2 separate regions of the Mus musculus genome follow, and region 1 is linked to region 2. A link is a contact called in public HiChIP or PLAC-seq data. All regions are on one chromosome and are shown on one strand. The core of a region is the stretch at or near the end of the contact, and the rest is flanking DNA. Distances in the headings are between cores, read along the strand shown. Region 1 holds the start of Tha1 (threonine aldolase 1). Region 2 has its middle 32 kb from the start of Mfsd11.

Region 1 (2,700 bases), core at 117-2,616, 990 kb after region 2:
GAGCCTCTGGGGAGCGGGCAGGGCACAAAGAGTGCAGCTGGCGGGTGAGTGGATGGCCTGGGTAAAGGCCATGGTGGCTCTCCTGTCTGTGACACAATGCTCAGTGCTAAAGTGATCTAGATTCTGTCCCCAGAGGACACATACCCGTGTCTCCCTGAGCCCTGTGTGCGGTCGGGGATGAGTTCTGCTCGCTCCTCCTCCCAGCCCCTGGTTCACCCTCCTCAGACTCCTGTCGAGGCCAGGACCTCCCAGCCTTGATGTGGTGACCTGTTTACACCAGGTGCCTGCTGAGAGCAGTGTAGCTCAGCATCTTTGAAGTTCCTGGTAATATCTTGTTGTCAAGAGATTCTAGATCAGCCCCAATCACCCCTGGGTCCACAAAGGTCAAGTGTGATCTCTGGTGTATCTCTGGATCTCTAGTGCACACACAGCAGCACTAGAGGTCCACCTTAGCAGTGACTATTGACCCCGGGTGGGCTTTGGTTTGCTGTCTCCTTAACGCGCTGCACTCCCTAGATATGAAATTCTGCACCCCCCCCCCCCCCCTGTGAAGGAGCAGCGAGCACTTTCTTTGCTGGATTGATTTTGTCTTTGTGAAGTCAGCCAATGAATGAAGGAGAGTAGTTAGCCCTCCTTGTAGTAAGACCTGTCTCAAACCCTGGTTCTTCCCTGTTCCTGATGTGGGTCCTTGAACTCCTCTCTGCCCATCTCGGGGTCTTGCTTTGCCAAGTCTGGACAACACCCATCTGGGCAATTGGGTGACAGTGGGCAGAAATCACCAGGTGGTCCTGTTAAAATGCAGATTCTGGCTCCCCAAGTCCATTGTGGAGCTCAAGAGTCTGCATTACCAGGGATCTCTCCGAGAAGGAACAAGAACGCAGAGTGCACCACTGAGCGTCCTCAAATGTCAGCGAGGCACCCCTCTGCGTCCGTGCTGTCCTGTCAGAACCACGGACAGCGTCCCGGGGTCACCGCAACGACCCCTGCCCCGGGCCTGTTCGCCGGGCTCACCGTGGACCGTAGGGTCTTCGCCGTAATCATCGTCTCCTACAACCGCTTCGGCCATAGCGCGCCTCATGGCCGGCCCTGGCCGGGTCACCGTGTCGCTGCGTAGGTCCACCACGTGGGCTGGGACCCCCGCCCAATTCCTAGACCACTGAGCCCAGGGCACCCTGAGCCCCGGGACCGTGGCCCGGAACAGGCTGCGTAGCATGGCGGCCCGGAACAGGCTGCATAGCATGGCTGTGGCACTCGTCTTTCTCGGCCGCAGGAGCGGAGGACAGTCTCTTCCGTGCCAGCGGGGAACCCGTGTAACTGGACTCTTCTGACCCCGCGCGGACCTGAACTGGGCAAGCCCGGGGCACTATGGGAATTGTAGTCCTCTCTGGAGTTTTATACATTATTCGAGCCCCGCAGCATGCTGAGAGTTGTAGTTTTTGTGTTCCGTTGTTCCAAAGGCTAGGAGATTTTGGAATGACAGTTCCTTACTTTGCTGAGTGGGAAACAAAGCTGAGGTCCGGGGATTTTAGCGTGTACATGGTACTGCTCGTGGCACTGCAGATTTAACTTAATTAAGCGTCTCAGCCACTCTGGGAAACACCTGGGTGTTTGGGAATGGAACTCAGGTTCTCTTCATAATCAGTTCCATGCCTCTGAGCCACCTCTCCAGTCCCTCACGGTCCTCATTTTACACCCGAGGAAACAGGCTGCAGACACTGATGTGAAGTCCAGGAATCAAGTATGGTACCGTGTTGCCCATAAACAGTAGCTTTCAACCACTGGAGTCTTTTTAATTTTTCTCCTTAAAAATTAGTTCTGGCCGGGCAGTGGTGGCGCACGCCTTTAATCACAGCACTTGGGAGGCAGAGGCAGGCGGATTTCTGAGTTCGAGGCCAGCCTGGTTTACAAAGTGAGTTCCAGGACAGCCAGGGCTACACAGAGAAACCTTGTCTCAAAACAAACAAACAAACAACAAAATTAGTTCTGAACTCACTGGGTAACCTAGTTGACCTTGAACATCTGACCGTCCTGCTTGGGAATTCAAGTGTGTGCCACCATGCCCAGTTTACGCTGTGCTGGGAACTAGATTTAGGGCTTTGTAAGTGCTAGGCAAGCATGCTACCAAATGGGATACATTCCCCCTCCCTCCTCTCCCCTCCTCCTCCTCCTTCCCCCTCCCCTTCCCCTCTCCTCTCCCCAAATTCTTCTTTTAAATGAATTTAAAGCTGGGAGGTGGTGGCACACACCTTTAATTCCAGCACTGGGGAGGCAGAGGTAGGCGGATCTCTGAATTCGAGGCCAGCCTGGTCCACAGAGTTCCAGGACAATCAAGGCTACACAGAGACCCTGTATGGGGGGGGGGGGAGATTTAAAACTTTAAAAATCATATGTGTGGGGTGGGGAGTAGATACACATGAGTGTAGTTACCTACTGGGGCCAGAAGAGGGCGCTGGACAACCTGGAGCTAGAGTTACAGAGTCTCCAAGAGACTGTATGGGTTTGTGTCTGCCATCTCTCTAGGACATATGGGAAACGGAGTTTTGGAGGTATCTAGAAATCTTTCTTTTTCCTATACCATTGGCTTGGAGAGACAAGGTGCTTCCATGGAAGTCATGCCCAAGAGCCCTGTGACAGAGCACCTAGCTAGTAAGCATGTGATCCTTAGATTGATTCCTCAGTACTGCAAAAGGCAGGCATGGT
Region 2 (2,700 bases), core at 42-2,541:
AGCCATCTCTCCAGCCCATATTTAGATTTGTTCATTTTTATTTCATGTGTGCTTTGTTTCTGTGCACCACATGCATACCTGGTGCCTGTAGAGAACAGAAGAGCTCATCAAATACCGCAGAACGATCCCAGACGATTCCGAGTGACCGTGTGGTGTTGGGGCTCAAACCCTGGTTCTCTGGAAGAGCAGTCCTCTCATCTGCTGAGCCATCTCTCCAGCCCATAAACAAAAACGTAAAAGAAAGAAAAGACCTGTTCCGGTCAGACCAGAATTATGATGGCTAGGATGCCCCGTCTTGTATCTTGAAATGCAGTGGACATGCCTGCTCTATAAGGTCTCCATACACTTTAAGACCCTTTTTTTTTCTTCTGCAAGTCGATGGGTCTAGATACCCAAGATAGTCTCGAACCTGGGCTGTAGAGTGCTTGCCTAGTATGCTCAGACCCCCGGTTTCCATTCCCCAGTGCTATTAAAACAAAAACAAAAAACAAAAAATTGGGCTTTGTGGCACATGATTGTAGTCCTGCACTCAGGAGTCAGAGGCAGGACGATCAGGAGTCGAAGGTCAGCCTTGGCTATGTTTTTGAGGCCAGCCTGGGCTATAGACTCCAAATCAAATCAAATTTATTCCAGATGATTCGGGGGAAAGACTCAGCCACAGCTGTCCAGCTCTTGAATCCTCTCATAGAGTGCAGAAATCAGTTCTTGGTACGGAGGCTGGGTGCATATCCTACGATGCCCAGCAGAGGGCAACCGACTCTTGCGATCTGTTTTTACAGCTTTGGATCTAGGCCGAGACTGAACTCGTGATCTGGGATGCAAGAGGTGTGGAGCCGGCATAGTAAATAGCTCGGTTTAAGGGACGTCTCTGCTGTGTTTCAGTCTCCCACGCTTAGGTCTCCGAGGTGTCACTGTCCTATGTGTTCTGTTGTCCCGACGTGAATCTCTAAGTTTATAGGTAGACTTTCCGAAAGAAGAGCCAGTGAAATGGTTCAGCGGAGACTGTCCTGACACCTTCCCTTTGTGTGTGTGTGTTGTGAGGAAGGGCAGGGGGTGCGGGGCAGGGCGCGGGGGTGCTGGGGGATCCCTGGCATCCTCTGGCTCTGCGCAGACCCAGTTGAAAAGAAACTTAGGTTCCTTCACCCTGAACTCCCTCTGCGTGTACAGGGATCCTACTGCTCTCCGCCTCTCCGGGGGTGGGGGTTGGGGGGACGGAGGGGGCGAGGTGAGGAGGGAGGGAAGGGGAGGGGAGGGAGGTGACTGATCCTCTGAAAGGGAATCCGGAAGCCCTTGGCTGGCTTCAGCAGGTTGCTAAGGAACAGGAGGCCTCAGGGGTGCTCTGCAGGTGAGTTGGATCCCTTGCCAGCTGTCTGCTTCGCAGTTTCTGTTCCCCCTTGAGCACCGGGGTGGGGGTGGGGGGAAAAGGGGGGTGCAGCTGGTTACCCAGATCTACCACCTACTTCTGTAACAAACTCAGCACCTGTCTCAGGCTGACAAGGGCCCAGATGGGACAATGGGTTTACTGCAGCTCCGGTCTTCCCAAGTCTAAGGGTTTTTTTTCTCATGAGTGGCTGTCTCTCCCATCTCTGTGTGGGCTGGGCTTTAGTTTTATGTAGGTAGTGGTTAAACCAGGGCCTTATGCATGCTAAACAAACACTCTGTCGCTAAGCCACACCCACAGTCTAAAGGCAGGTGGATGTTGTTGTTGTTGTTTTTGGGCATGTTGGCACACAACTTCACTTCCAGTACTTGGGAGATAGGATGACAGATCTGTGAGTTCAAGGTTGGCCTGGTCTGCATAGCCAATGTTAAGCCATCCAGGAATGCATAGTGAGACCCTTCCTCAAAACAGAAGTTATTCTTTGAGAGTTTCATTGGTGTGTATAGTGTTATTTTGGTCACCCTCTCATCTGTCTCCCACTCCCTGAACCACATCTTCCAAAGAAAAATCCCCTTGGCTTCGTGGGGGGGGGGGGAGGGGAGGGGAGAGGGAGGCAGAGAGAAAGAGAGAGACAGAGACAGAGAGACAGAGAGACACTCAGGAGCCAGGGTTTCAGCCCTCGTCCAGAAGCAAAGTAGACACTCGCTCAGAACTGCAAACACAATGATACTCTCCTTGTCACTGTGGTTGAAATGGGGACAGATAAACTCTGGTTCAAGTTACCACCTGTCGCTCCTCAGGTGTCATTGTGGATGAGAGTTCTTAACTGTCACTTTCATCAAGCTAGAACCTGGGAGAAATGGCTGGGTGACCGAGTCCTTGTGTCCCACACTGCAGGGAGCTCAGACCACCACGGGGCACCAAAGAGATGGGCACAGAGGAAACTGTGCCCAGTGAGTGGACACTGAGAGGGTCCCATTGCCCAGTGCCCACCCAGTTGGAAGTACTGTCTATTCTGGGCCCCAGGAGAGTAATGGGGAGAGCTAGGGTCAAGGCAGGAACAGTGGGAGGGGAGGGGGTGTCATCTGGTCCAAACCTCTGCATCTGCACGCCCCCTGCCCCTCATCCCCCATCCTTAGATCTGCAGAGTCCAACCAAAGAACAGGATGGAGTTTTCTGGTTCATCTCCTGCTTCTGCAGGTGCAAGCTCTTGCTGGGGATATAGATGGAGCTCTGAGGTGGGGAAAGAGGGTGGGGCCTTGCTTCTCTGAGGTGTGGGCCTCGGTGTCAGAATGAGGCAAAAGGGGGAGGGAGGAGGG

What was found. HiChIP or PLAC-seq counts read pairs in DNA pulled down with a chosen protein or histone mark.
Region 1: an HNF4G HiChIP or PLAC-seq map of pancreatic cancer cells shows a contact between it and region 2. The contact joins the promoter of Tha1 here to the enhancer-like site in region 2. A contact is called at or near these places in 5 of 39 promoter capture datasets (hematopoietic stem and progenitor cells, hippocampal neurons, liver and 1 more), 1 of 115 datasets of contacts at active chromatin or transcription factors (pancreatic cancer cells) and 1 of 9 other capture datasets (pancreatic islet).

Annotation. Positions count from the first base shown.
Region 1 is chr11:117,872,160-117,874,859 of GRCm38.p6, forward strand. It overlaps Tha1 (threonine aldolase 1), which reads right to left and starts at 1,367. Exons shown (of 7, transcript NM_027919.4): 1 at 1,012-1,367. The coding sequence starts at 1,240. Gm11725 (a long non-coding RNA gene) reads left to right here. Exons shown (of 3, transcript XR_001780380.2): 2 at 1-44.
Region 2 is chr11:116,884,665-116,887,364 of GRCm38.p6, forward strand. No RefSeq gene overlaps it. Among named protein-coding and RNA genes, the nearest start is that of Mfsd11, 32 kb to the left of the region's middle. Within about 2 kb of position 1,292, at least 85 of the 459 cell types and tissues checked have an H3K27ac peak or open chromatin away from gene starts, as enhancers often do. A contact at or near this core is called in pancreatic cancer cells and pancreatic islet, where this site is marked.